4 separate regions of the Mus musculus genome follow, and regions 2, 3 and 4 are each linked to region 1. The links are chromatin contacts, called in public Hi-C, HiChIP or PLAC-seq and promoter capture Hi-C maps. All regions are on one chromosome and are shown on one strand. The core of a region is the stretch at or near the end of the contact, and the rest is flanking DNA. Distances in the headings are between cores, read along the strand shown. Region 1 holds the start of Ndufaf2 (NADH:ubiquinone oxidoreductase complex assembly factor 2). Region 2 has its middle 42 kb from the start of Gm31715. Region 3 has its middle 29 kb from the start of Gm31715. Region 4 has its middle 98 kb from the start of AI197445.

Region 1 (3,144 bases), core at 249-2,748:
TTAGATGTCTAAGACTGTAGAAATACAAACTATTATCAATGCCACAGTTAAAATGAAGTGAAGCGGAGGAGGGTTAGCGGTACCAAAGCGCAGCAAAGCTTTAGGGCGCAAGTGTTAAACTTCTTGATACGGTGATGGTCTTAAAAACATGTCAGCACTCAGCATGTTTTACGCAACCATGAAAATTTCATTTTTCTTTCTGTAGGGGTGCGGTGGAGTGGCATATGTCATTATGCAGCTCAGTTTGACCTGGAACTTGCTTCGGTAGCCCAGGCTGGGCCAGAAATCTTCCTCCATCTGCTTCTAGGAACCTGGGGTCACAGGCTTGTGTCACCAATGTTCAGCGTGTTCAATATCCAGTTTATGTGAATTACAGCTCCAGGTTGTAAACATCCTTTAAAAGATGTTGCCTGAGAGCGCCAAATGTAATGTTTACTATGCTTTTGTCACTAGCAGATGACAGGGAAGGACATCTTCTCTGAATAAATTAGGACTTTCCAGTTCAGTTACAAAAATAAATGAGAATTAAAGAATAACCTCATTACTTTAACAAAACAATAATCTTCACTGAAGCGTGAATATATATATATAATTTCAGTGTAATTTAACTAAATACTAGACCCCGTCAACATTGTTCAAATTTCAGTTACTAAGAAACACCATAAAGCTCAAAGCTCCAAAGCTATTTCATCTACAAGCCACTATATAAATAGCACGTGGTTGGGGACTTATTTACATGCCTTCTTTTCGAAATCCGTACGATTGATTTCTGTACACCTGTTACTCGGTTTACAAACACAGTCAAAGCATGCAGGTTCGTCTGTGCCTCAGAGATAAACCCACATGAAATTCTACAAAAATAAAGGCATTGGTCAACAGAACCAAAGCGCACCAAAGAAATAAGAAGCAGTCATGTTGGCAGTGAGGGTCCAGTGGAAGGCCGTGGGGTGAGCTGGCCGTGAGGATGTTCACAGTCCTGCCATTGGAGAGCCTGCCATCAGGTCTCTCCTGGAGTGACAGTTATCTAACTCGGCTCCCTGGTTACTTCCAACTACATCCTTCATGTACACAGCAAGCTACAATTACTGTGACCTGGGTTTTTCCTTCACACTCTCCCCTACACGCACACGTGGGTCTTCCTCCTCCGGCTCCTGCCGACTTCATCTTCAGCCCAGTCGGTCCTGCGACCCGATCTCCCTGCTCCAGACTCTCCCTTGGCACCGGAAGAGGAAAAGACACGCGCGTGACTCACCTCCGTGTGGACTGCGCTCTACGCAAGCGAAGAGGGTCCTCCAAACCCGACTGTCGAGCGGACAAAAAGCTCAACATCTCGGGTCCACACACCGGCTGGAGGCCTGGGCGCTGCCATGACAGACCGGGGAACTGGGGGATGCAACAACACGGGCTCTCATTGGCCAATCAGCGATGTGGCCTGACCAACGGAGAGCGGCGTTACTGGGGGGCTCGGAAAACGCCGGGCAGTGGGCGGAGCTTAGCGTGGGCGTGTCCTCCGGTGGCGGGTTGAAGCCTCAGACCTTGAGTTCGGCGCAGGCATGAGCTGGTGGTCCGGTGTGTGGCGCTCTGTTTGGAGCGCCTTGTCCAGGGAGGTGAGGGAGCACGTGGGCACGGACCATCTGGGGAACAAATACTACTACGTCGCCGAGTACAAGAACTGGAGAGGTGAGAGCGAGGAGAGGATACCGGTCGATGGATGCGCGTCCCGGGCGGGTGGCGGCCGCCGTACTTGGGGGCCGGGCCTCGGGTGCCCTGGTCCCTGTCCCGGGTCCCAGGACTTGGCGGTTGCCTTGGGCGACGAAGTTTGGACCCGGTCCTGCCAGAGGTTCTGGGGAGCATCGGGAAAGGCCTTGCGCCAGTGCCTTGCCTTGGTCTTCAGATCCGGGTTGTCCGCAGAGTTTGCGGTTCTTGGTGTCGCAGTGTCTGGCGCGCTCTCCCTGTCTGTCGCCGTCCTTGTCAACCCAGAACTTTCCGAATACACTGATCCGTTCTAATGTCCAGGTCGATTTCAGAAATGTGTGTCTAACTAAAACTGTTTTCAAGAACTGGAACGGTTTAGTTAAGAGGTGTTCTTTTATAGCCAGGCTTTAATCCCAGCACTCCGAAGGCAGAGGCGGATAGATCTCTGAGTTCGAGGTCGGCCTGGTCTATAGAGTGAGTTCAAGGACAGCCAGGGCTACACCTAGACCCGTCCCCCCGGGGGGGGGGGGGGGCGTTCCTTGTATGTGTGTGTGTTTGTGACTGTGTGTCTCTGACTCTCTCTGTCCCCACCTCCCCGCCCCCCTCCTCCCCCGTCCCCCTTGCAGCAGGCCACACAATGTCTTTTACTTTTCTCTATTGCTCCAGTATAGAAAGTCGCAGAGAAAGAAGTTGGGTCAGAGTTTAAGCGCTGACTGAGGCAGCTTAGGCACAAGTCCATTTTTCTCACTTAGGTGGTCTTACATGAAAGAGATAATAGTAGTGTCTGTCGCTACTGGGACGGTTGAAGACTGGTCCAACAACTGTGTTTCATTAATTTCTCACAATATTAACTATGTTAAACATTTATAAAAATGTTTTTCTTATCTTTAAAAAAGATTTATTAATTGTGTGTGTATTGCCTGCAGGTGTGTAGTTGTGTATCTGGTGTCAAAGCTGTTGGAACTGGAGTTGATGGTTGTTTAGCCACCATGTGAGTGCTGGGATTTGAACCTGGGTCTTCTATAAGAGCAGCAAGTGCTCTTAACCTCTGAGCCATCTCTCTAGTACCCACTTAACCCTTTTCTAAAACTTACTACCTTGAACTTTTTTGCCCACTGAGCATTTAAATATGCTGCCTCTGCTGCCTGTACCCAGATATCCACTGATCTGGGTTTCTGATGCTACAAATTGGTCTTCGTTTCCTACAGGTTTTAAACGTGAATATTTGTATATATGTCTTTATAGATTTCTTTCTGGGTCCTGTATTTAGGATCATTATTTTGAAGTTCATCTTTATGTGCATCAAAATTTTTACCTTGTTGCTAATGTTCTATCGTGTGGAATGCAGTATATATAGTTTTCTTACCTGCTCACCTGTTCATAGATCTTTGGATTAGTCCCTGTCTTAAGACTGTCACAGATAAATGATGAGACTTATAGATATAATGC
Region 2 (3,144 bases), core at 276-2,775, 990 kb after region 1:
TGTGTTTGCTGCTTTGCAGGGTCTTCCTGTTTTTGATCAGCTTCATGGGTTGATCCCTCCTGAACTCCTAACACGGCTAGGCAGCTTTTAATGGAGAAAGGCACAAGAGGGACTAACAACTATTCCAGCCTTTCCTCAAGTGAACACTCAGGGTTTTTTTCCCCCTTCTACATTATCAAATGCTATAGTACTTTAAACTTCTCCCATCATTAAGCCCTCTGAGTGAAATATTGGACTGATTAATGTGGCATTTTCCACTAAACTGTTTCAGGAAATGTTGCACCTTACCAGTGGGATGCTTTTGAATAATGTAATCTCCTTAGTATAATTAAAACTAAGTTCTGAAGTTAGTACCTTTTATCCCTTGAGGCACTCATCAAAATGTCAAGTGTTCCTTCTAGTAAAACTGCAATCCCATAATACAAACAAATATATTACCCACTGCTCCTCGTGAGCAAGAGGCCCTTGTTGCTTTTTTTTTTTTCTTGTCACTTCATCCTGGGGCGAGAAGCCTAAAAAATATAGTCACCGAAAGCCATTTAGACTCTCACCACTGACCCATGTTCTGTGACAGTACCTGGCTTGCATTTACCAATATGTCTTTTGACTGTCTTCAACAGGTGAACTCCTTGTTGTTGTGTTGCTATGGATGCATAGAAAACAGTGTGGATATTTAAAGTCATTTGCTTTCTTAGGGCTTTTGTGTGGTTTAAAGGGGGAACGAGGAGTCAGGGGGGCAGCCCCCTACTCTGACAGAGAAGCACTTAGAGAGCCTCACAATTCCAAAGGCCTGACTTTTTTTTTTTAAGCAGATTTTTAAAAACTGGCTTGGTAGAGTGTGATTAAAAATGGGAAAATGAATGATTAACATTATTGACAACATTTTCGTCATTACCTCCTGCAAGGTGTCAGGGACAGCCTGACCTCCGTCAGGGCTGCTTCTAGAAGGCCTGCTCTTATGACTTATGCCCTCCAGAGGAACAAGATAGAGTGTAGGAAGATACAGAGAAATGGTGTCAGAGTCTGCCCTCCTCTGGAACAAATAGCAAGTCTGTGAGGCAAGCTCATCGTGCAGGCTTAGGACACTTACTTCTGGCTACCGGAGAACCTTGTATCTTCTCACAAATTATTGGCTTCTTCTAGAAAAACCCAAGACGTGTCAAAGGTTGGCAAGGAGAGCCCATTATTTTGGTCTTCATTTCACTTCCTAGAGAGCCTATTAGCTTCTCCCCTAGAGCCTACACCTGTCATGCAGGAGCCCCGGCTCCAGATATGATGGCCCTGCCAGTCTCCATCTGGGAAGGAGGTGGGAGGAAGTGACAAGGGACAGTGCAGACACTTGGAGACAGAAGGAGCCCAGCAGGACTTTGAAAGTGAAAGAGTCAGTGCTGGAACGTGCTTCTTAGCAAATAATGTTTTCATTCTCAGAAAAACACGCTCCTTTCCAGTCTGCGAGCCAGGCCGACTGCCACTTCCCTTTGCCTGCCAACTAGTCATTAGCAAACAATGAGCAACAGCATGAGTGCGGAAGAGAAAGGGGCGGGCATGCGCAGCACAAAGCAGCGGAGCCGTGGGGGTCAGTGAGGACAGAGCACCCAAGGGCCAGGCTGGATGTGGCTCTCAGCGAGCTGCGGACTGAAAAGAAAGGTGAAGCTAGGCACCGCTGAGAAGTGCTGCCTTGACAGTACAACTGAGCCGAGATACACCCAGGGAATTGGATACCTGAAGATGTATTCAGCCAAGCGTTTGTGCGGCTGAGCCACCGGCTGGAATAGAATGTTTCCTATGCCCAGCCAAAGACAGAAATGCTTAGAGCAAATAATTCAAGAAAGTGGTCCCCTGAACATCCAAGCCCAAGCTGTTTGAATGAGAGACTCTTCAACATAATTTACATGAAACCAGCAATGTATTGGGGAGAGCCTTAGACTGTCTCATTATGATCCACAGGCAAGAATACATCCAGAATGTGTCTGCTCTTGAGACAGCACTAAACCACAGATATCGGCCTAGGCAGCCGCTCTTGCTGGCTGCTGAGTTCAGGTCCTCTTTCTCTGCATGGTCTCTCCCGCTTCTTGCTTGTTCATGCTTTTCTGCTTCTTTCTCCAGATCATGTCTAATGTTCAAATAGCCAAACATGGTGGCTATATCCCCAGAGCTTAATTGTCCTCCATTCAAATGAACCATAAAATTGAACCAACTATTCATTCTCATTCACAATTTCTAGAACAGACCATTTGCTTCACCCGACTTAGGCTCGTCTGTTTTCGAAGCAGGCGCGAGCTGGAGCATGGTGATTAGCAGTCACTCCTGTTCATGGGGGCACAGTCCTGAGGGCTGGGGCTAGGAAGCAGGGCTGAGAATAAACACGCTTTACTACTGACTCTGAATGACTTCAACATGTAGCAGAAATTGTTTTATTAAATGGAGAAATAATAGGCCTTTGTCTTTTTTTTTTTTTAAATAAAAAGGGTTGCAGGATTTTTTTCCCATTTCTGAAAGCTTTTAAAAGGAGTGTGGAGTCAAAAAAAAGACACTAATTTGTCACCTATCATATAGAACAGAGGCTCTCAACCTGTGGGTCATGAGCCCTTTGGGAGCCAAAGGTCTGTTTCACAGGGGTTGCATAAGACCATCTGCATATCAGATATTTACATTATGATTCAAAACAGTAGCAAAATTATAGCTATGAAGTAGCAAGGAAAATAATTTTATAATTGGGGGTCACCACAACTGTATTTAGGGGGTCACAGCATTAGGAAGGTTGAGAACCACGAAATAGAGGAGCAATACCTGGTTTAGGAGCTGGAGGATGTGAGGGCTTCTCACTGTTCCCCTCAACTGGCTGTTCGAGCAAGCTATACAGCCTCCCGGCTGTTTTCTCATCTATAGATGCGGGATTATAGAAGCCACCTGACCATGTCTAAGTGCTAGAGAGTGAAAACTGCTGAACATCTGGGCTAAGTGGGAAGTGAGCAGTCTGGGCTTCCCACAGCTAGAAATTCTAGGTCTTATGGCCCACGAGGCTATGCTAACTCTGGATACAAGTAAGACAAATAGCACAGTTGCTCCAGTCACCCCCAGCCTTCCTTGTAGGTCTTGGAGAGGGCCAAGCTGCACATTCTTAGAGTGAAATCTAACAGAGCT
Region 3 (3,144 bases), core at 466-2,965, 920 kb after region 1:
AGACCAGGGGTGGATCGGGGTGTGGTCACACGTATCACGTGCATTTTTGTGGTCAGTTTTCCACTTCATCCATGCAGTAGGAAGGGAGTGTGTACTGCTTCCTAACAACTAGTGAAACGTTTGTCTGATTGGATGATTTTTCTGATAGAACATTCACAATTTTCTAAAAGACAATTCAGAAAGGCAATGGGTGCAAGGTGAGGAGTGTCACATTCTACCCTTTGATTTTGTAATCATCTGAGCAAAGGTGAGAACCCATCCAAATTCATCCCTGGGCTAGGGTCTACTGAAGCAAAGGATACTCCTCCTATACAGAAGAATGTGGCCAGAGAGACCAGCTAGCGTCCTTAGTAAAGTCTAGAGAAAGGACATTATTAGATGTCTTAGTAACTTCCCTATTGTTATGGAGACACCATGAGCAAGGCAACTTATAGAAGAAAGAGTTTATTGGAGCTTAGAGTTTTAGAGGGTTGAAATATCCATGACCATCATGGTGAGGAATATGACATTAAGCCAGCAAGCATGGCACTGGAGCAGTGGCTAAGCTTTCACACCTTGTTCCACAAGCATTAGACAGAGAGACACAAGGAGTAGCCCAGGGTTTTGAAACTCAAATCCTGTTTCTGTTGACAGATCTCCTTCAACAAGATTACACCTCCTGATCCTTCCCGAACAGTTCCACCAAAGGGAGATCAAATATTCAAATATATGAGGCTATTGGGGCAGTCTCATTCAAAGCACCAGAACAGAGAAACTCTGCCCAAGCTTTTAGCAACTCAGAGCCACTGCAACTTACTTTAATCTGGTGTCTTCCAAGGGAGCAGATGATAGAGTGACTATAGACTACTTATTCAGAGGTATTACCAGCATAGGCCACCTCTTTAGTCGCTTCAGGCTAGGCTGGGAAGCTCTCAATATGACTACCTATCTGAATCTTCATGCTGTGATTAATTCTCCTGCCTGTGGGCTCCTAAGGCATGTTATGTATCCTTGTATAGCAGCCTCTATCAATGCTTGCTTGGCCACGCCTTATTTACCCATCTTGAGCTCTACATGATTACTCATGAATCCTGGGCTAAGCATCCTGTGCACACTACAAAGTCAGCTCATAATGCCGAATGTGGCTCTCTGGCGAAACAGCACGCTGGGTGTCCTCAGTACCTGAGGCAGGAGTTAATTATTGTCAAAAGAGCAAGGAAATCCAAGAAGCAAAGGGTTTGGAGCAGGAACCAGGTCTCTAAGAACTGAGAATAGAAGGGTGATGAAACAGAATGATGGTCCCAGAGAGTGGTGGAAAGGCTGGGCTTACAGAGGACCTAGTGACAGCAATGACAATGACTTCCCTTCTGCTTCCACTTCTTCCTCTCTTTCCTCCCCTCTCCCCTAGATTCCTCTCTTCCTGTAGTAGCGAGCATAAGAGAGAGAGCACTAGGCAAAAACTTTCAGAGGCTTCCCTCTAGTGGCTATGAAAGCAGTTCAGAAAAGACCAGTCCTCTTTGGAATCACTCAAAAGAAACGACAAAACACAGACAATGATGTGGTCAGGGTTGTGCTTCGCAATAGTACTTCAAGTTATGAAATGCTAGATAATTAAAGTGTTATCGATAAGGAAATGACTATAAATCAAGATAGCAAAAGGCACTACAGAGGCCAGATGGCCAAGTGAGGCGCATCCACTGGAGACGGCATGCCTGATCCAAGCTCTGCTATAACTTAGATGACGCAAATAACAAGGAAACATGGATACAGGAGTTTGAGAAGTGCCAGGGGTGCCTCTCGGGACTTCTTTACTCCTGCATCAGAAGGGTTCTGGCATAAGAAAATACACGAGCTTTCTCAAGAATGGTATGTGGCCATCTACTTGTCCAGAAGTAGCCAGAGTTCAGGGAACATCTGAAAGATCTCCACTTTATACTCAGATATTTACATAATTTACAGGACATTTTCCAGAGGGCTGTGTCTCATAAACCAGAGGACTCCAACGTTGTTTACCTAAGAAATCCTAGACACCAAAGTACACTCTGCTAAAAGCATTCCACGGATAAGGACTCTCCTGCTAGCAAAAAAACATTCAGTTCACCAGGAGGCCTGCTATTAGTATCCTTATACGATTAAATCGTTTGTTTACCATCTAGCCAATGTAGGAATGTGCCCTCCCCCAGGAAAGAATGGACCATGAGTGCCTGTTTCCAAAGCACTCTACACAGACTAGATCTGGGCATTTTCTGTTCTTCAGTTAGTTAGCATGAGGCATGGCTTCTCCACCCAGGCTTTCTAGAAGAGCTGCGCAGGGTCTTAAGGCACACAGGCTGAGTAGAGAGCCTAGCTCATCATGAAGAGCAGGGCAGGAGCATCTCCAGGACAGTGTCGTCTTATCGATCCACATGTACCATGCCTTGACGTTTGCTGCCCTACGCTTCCACATCCTAAACCATAACCAAATTCCTTGCCTCAGGCCATGCTCAGCTGTTAGGGAAACCATATCTAAAACCACAGCTAATGTATATAAAGTGTCAGCACGCAGCATCCTCTCTGAACAGACTGTATAATATAAACTAACCAGAGGAAGCTCCTGGCCTCAATCCCCAGCACAACAAAAGCAAAGGTAAATAAAAACGAACATTCTTTCAAAAATGCATGAGGTAGTCTCCTTCCCCACTCCAAACAGGGGCATGATTCTTCCTCTGGATGGTGACATTTAAATGAAGTTTGCTATCATATTTGTTTTTGTTTTTGTCACCGCTGTTCTCAGTGCCACTCTTGACATACTCCTCTCTATAAGTAAGATGTAAGATAGCAAACCATCATAGTCATTCAATAGTAAAACTGCATCTTAGGATGGATCATTATATCGCTATAAGTCACATACCCACCGCATAAGTGAGTCTGGGTATCTAGGCTGACGTACAAGTTATAACATCAAACAGACTTGTATTAGAATCCTCTGGTGGTTTGAATATGTTTGCCCAAGTGTATGGCTTTCATGGAGTAGGTATGACCTTGGTGGAGAAAATGTATCACTTTGGGGAGTGGGCTTTGAGGCCCTCCCTCCTCCTAGCTACTTGGGAGTTAGTCTTCTCCTGGCTGCCTTCTGACCAAGATGTAGAACTCAGCTCCCCCAGTGCCATGCCTGTCTGGATGCTG
Region 4 (3,144 bases), core at 378-2,877, 790 kb after region 1:
ATTTTAACAAACCAAAGTTATGAGTCTATTGGAACTGTAATTTGACTGATCAAAGTTCACTTTGTTTAGGGGTTAGAGTATTATACAAAGTACCCACCCATCCCCCTTTCAGCCCAATTGGCTTTCTTTCCTTTCCTTCTGGATCAGCCCCCAACATTCTTGCCTTTGTGGAACAAGAGAGTATTTCTCCATTTAGGGTTGAAAGACTTCAACGTGAATAAGAGAAAATAAATATTCAGCATCTAATCAACTCCAACCACTGTACCTCCCAGACTCTTCCATCCCTTTTCATGTGGTAGCTGAATATCCACTGAATCTCTAGGTCTCTACTTATTGGTACATGAGATATTAGCCTTGTTGTCTATTTGCCTTATTCCTAAACATCTACCTGAAGCTGAGTCCTTAAGACACAGTTTACATGTTTGCCAAGAAACATGACCTCTGATGGGCAGCATGGGGCCCTGCCCATACATCTACCACCTGTGGGTATTATGTGCTCTGCAAATTCATCTATCCATACACCTTGCCATAGAAATGGCTCCCTAAGACTGAGCCAAGATGACCTTTTCTAACCCCTCAGTACTTTGTGTTCCGTTATATAAATGAGTAGTTTCTTTGTGTTAAAAGTTAAACCCATTTTTCCTAACCTAGAAGGAATTCATTTAGAAATGCTCTATTTCAAGATAAAGAATAAATATGGTGCACATTGAGGTCCTGCAGCCTGCTCATGGGGCTCCGTTCCACCCATGCTTGGTTAGCTTCTACTTCTCACATGGGAGCCCTGACCCGGCTTCTTGAGGCTGAAGAGTTTGATGGGAACATGGTCATTCTGCCCCAACACCCACTTCAGTAAAATCATTGTGACTCAGTCACTTCAGTTAAAAAGAGGGAAGGAGAGAAGTCAAACTCGTTCTTAGTACTTGACAAAAATCAAACAACTAACTTACTGATGAAGGATGTCTATTTTCAACCCTTTCAATAGCTTCAGGGAGATACAGAAGAAGTTGGTATGGCCATTGTTTAGTCACAAATGCCAATTAATTTTTACCTCTGTTAAGTTGACTCGAAGAGGCACTAGAGAGGGAAGAGCATTCTCAACAGCCTCACAATGAGAAGGACAGGTCTTCACACTGTGTGGGTTTTCTTTTTCTTTTTCTTTTTTTCTTCAGGACATAGAGGAAAAGAATGAGAGCTACTAAGTGCCCACTAAAGAGAAACACCTTAATTAACTGACCAGAGTTAGCAGACTGTGCCCTGCCATCTACTCTTGAGGAGTTTCTAGATTACACAAGTATTCAGCTCTTCATTTGCTCTCTCTGGCATAAATCCCACGGATATGACAGAGTTGAGCTTGTGCGGATGCCAAATCTACACTTGTGACTCTTTTGTAATCTTCTCAGGCCAAATCTTAAAGCAAGAGATGCATAGCGTTGAGTTTGAAACCGTATATGTCCTTGATAAGCTTGAAAGAAAGGTCTGAAAAAAACCCGTGCCTCCTCTCATCTCCCACCTCGCCAGTTTTCCACGCCCACCAGCCTCCACGTAAGCACTAGGTGCGGGTTAGTTAGAAATCGGCTTTGCTCCCTCTTGACCATTCACTATAGTTCCTTAGGAAACTGAGGCCACGCCCCTCGCAGGATTGCTGTAGCCTCCAGGGAGCTCACTCTTTAAAACTCCTCTGACCTGGGCTGACCCAGGGTTGGCTGCTCAGTAAACCTCAGGTAGCCCATCCGTCAAGTTGCCCATGTTAACACACACTACCCCTCTGGAATTCTGTAGACACTCCTCCTGCCTTCGTCACTGTCCTGACTGCCCCTCAAGTCCTGAGCCTTGTCTCTGTCTCACCGCACCTTCTCTCATTAGACAGTCAATCAATGTTGACCGACTGGCTGGCTGCCCAACAGGCTGAGCTGGCATCTTTGCAACAAGGGCAAGTGTCCTCTGGTGCCTTTATTTATTGCTTAATGTCAAATGGTGCCACCAGCATGATAGCATTTTCCTGAAATGCATACCAGGATTAATGAGAGTTAAAGAAGTCAAAATTATTGGAGAGTATTAACAGTTGTTACTATTTTTTCACCAGCGCCAGGGTGTGAGTAATGCCTCACAGGTGCAGAAACCTTTGAGTTTAATCATGCAAATCTAACCCTGGTTACATCTAACTGTCCTCGGTCGGTCGTTATAATGACATTTACACGCATATGGAGGAATTTGCAAGACTGTGGTGTAGCATCTGTTAATCTAATGCAAAAAGTCAAAAGGTAGATTTATGAGCCAATTTTATGGTTTTAAATAAACGATTAGAATAAACTGACCAACGCATATCCCGCCCCATATGAATATCTGCTTTCTTTAATAAGCCTTGGAATCAAAATGAAGGCTTCTCTATCCCAAGCTACATACACCACTATTCTTTTTTTTTTTTTTAATACAGTCCAGTCATTTTCCTCCACTCCGTCCACCCTCCAACAGTTCCTCATTCCTCCCCAGTCTCCAAGAGAATGTCCCCACCTCCCACCTCACCCCACCCCACCAGGCTTCCCCCATTCCTTGGGCTTCAAGTCACTCCATGGTTAGGCACATCTTCTCTCACTGGGCCAGACCAGGCAATTTTCTGATGTATATGTGCCAGGGGCCTCATATCAGCTGGAGTATGCTGCCTGGTTGGTGGCTCAATGTCTGAGATTTCCCAGGGGTCCAGGTTAGTTGACTGCTGGTCTTCCTATAGGGTCACCCTCCTCCTCAACTTCTTTCAGTCTTTCCCTAATTCAACCACAGGGGTCCCTAACTTCAGACCATTGGTTGGGTTAAGTATCTGCATCTGTCTCGGTCAGTTGCTTGTTGGGCCTCTTTGAGGGCAGCCATACTAGACTCCTGTCTGTAAGCACACCATTGTATCAGTAATATTGTCAGCCTTGGAGCCTCTCCTTGAGATGGATCCCAATTTGGGCCATCACTGGACCTCCTTTCCCTCAGTCTCTTCGCCATTTTTGTTTCTGTAGGTTTTTTTAGACAGGAACAATTCTAGGTCACAGTTTATGACTGTGGGATGGCAACCCCATCCCTCCGCTTGATGCCCTGTCTTTCTACTGGAGGTGGCAAGTTCCCTCTCCTCACTGTTGAGCATTTCATCTAAGGTCCTTC

The links. Promoter capture Hi-C pulls out the DNA fragments that hold promoters and counts their contacts. Hi-C and Micro-C count contacts between places; a contact is called where the count stands out from the background. HiChIP or PLAC-seq counts read pairs in DNA pulled down with a chosen protein or histone mark.
Region 2: a contact with region 1 is called in an H3K4me3 HiChIP or PLAC-seq map of forebrain, with 6 times the contacts expected there. The contact joins the enhancer-like site here to the promoter of Ndufaf2 in region 1. A contact is called at or near these places in 6 of 39 promoter capture datasets (the 3T3-L1 cell line, cranial neural crest, maxillary cranial neural crest and 2 more), 8 of 484 Hi-C or Micro-C datasets (the C2C12 cell line, cardiomyocytes, cerebellar granule neurons and 4 more), 10 of 115 datasets of contacts at active chromatin or transcription factors (astrocytes, embryonic basal ganglia, embryonic forebrain and 7 more) and 2 of 9 other capture datasets (adipose tissue and embryonic stem cells).
Region 3: a Hi-C map of uterus shows a contact between it and region 1, with 2.7 times the contacts expected there. The contact joins the enhancer-like site here to the promoter of Ndufaf2 in region 1. A contact is called at or near these places in 4 of 39 promoter capture datasets (cranial neural crest, hippocampal neurons and liver), 9 of 484 Hi-C or Micro-C datasets (cerebral cortex, cortical neurons, forebrain and 4 more) and 5 of 115 datasets of contacts at active chromatin or transcription factors (astrocytes, embryonic limb bud, embryonic midbrain and 2 more).
Region 4: a promoter capture Hi-C map of 3T3-L1-derived adipocytes shows a contact between it and region 1, with 5 times the contacts expected there. The contact joins the enhancer-like site here to the promoter of Ndufaf2 in region 1. A contact is called at or near these places in 8 of 39 promoter capture datasets (the 3T3-L1 cell line, 3T3-L1-derived adipocytes, cranial neural crest and 4 more), 8 of 115 datasets of contacts at active chromatin or transcription factors (astrocytes, bone marrow-derived macrophages, craniofacial prominence and 4 more) and 1 of 9 other capture datasets (adipose tissue).

The regions. Positions count from the first base shown.
Region 1 is chr13:108,156,979-108,160,122 of GRCm38.p6, reverse strand. It overlaps Ndufaf2 (NADH:ubiquinone oxidoreductase complex assembly factor 2), which reads left to right and starts at 1,498. Exons shown (of 4, transcript NM_001127346.1): 1 at 1,498-1,680. The coding sequence starts at 1,554. It overlaps Ercc8 (excision repaiross-complementing rodent repair deficiency, complementation group 8), which reads right to left and starts at 1,385. Exons shown (of 12, transcript NM_028042.4): 1 at 1,253-1,385. The coding sequence starts at 1,329.
Region 2 is chr13:107,167,207-107,170,350 of GRCm38.p6, reverse strand. No RefSeq gene overlaps it. Among named protein-coding and RNA genes, the nearest start is that of Gm31715, 42 kb to the left of the region's middle. Within about 2 kb of position 1,525, at least 135 of the 459 cell types and tissues checked have an H3K27ac peak or open chromatin away from gene starts, as enhancers often do. A contact at or near this core is called in astrocytes, cerebellum, cerebral cortex and 7 more, where this site is marked.
Region 3 is chr13:107,237,497-107,240,640 of GRCm38.p6, reverse strand. No RefSeq gene overlaps it. Among named protein-coding and RNA genes, the nearest start is that of Gm31715, 29 kb to the right of the region's middle. Within about 2 kb of position 1,715, at least 11 of the 459 cell types and tissues checked have an H3K27ac peak or open chromatin away from gene starts, as enhancers often do. A contact at or near this core is called in uterus, where this site is marked.
Region 4 is chr13:107,370,559-107,373,702 of GRCm38.p6, reverse strand. No RefSeq gene overlaps it. Among named protein-coding and RNA genes, the nearest start is that of AI197445, 98 kb to the left of the region's middle. Within about 2 kb of position 1,627, at least 6 of the 459 cell types and tissues checked have an H3K27ac peak or open chromatin away from gene starts, as enhancers often do. A contact at or near this core is called in 3T3-L1-derived adipocytes, where this site is marked.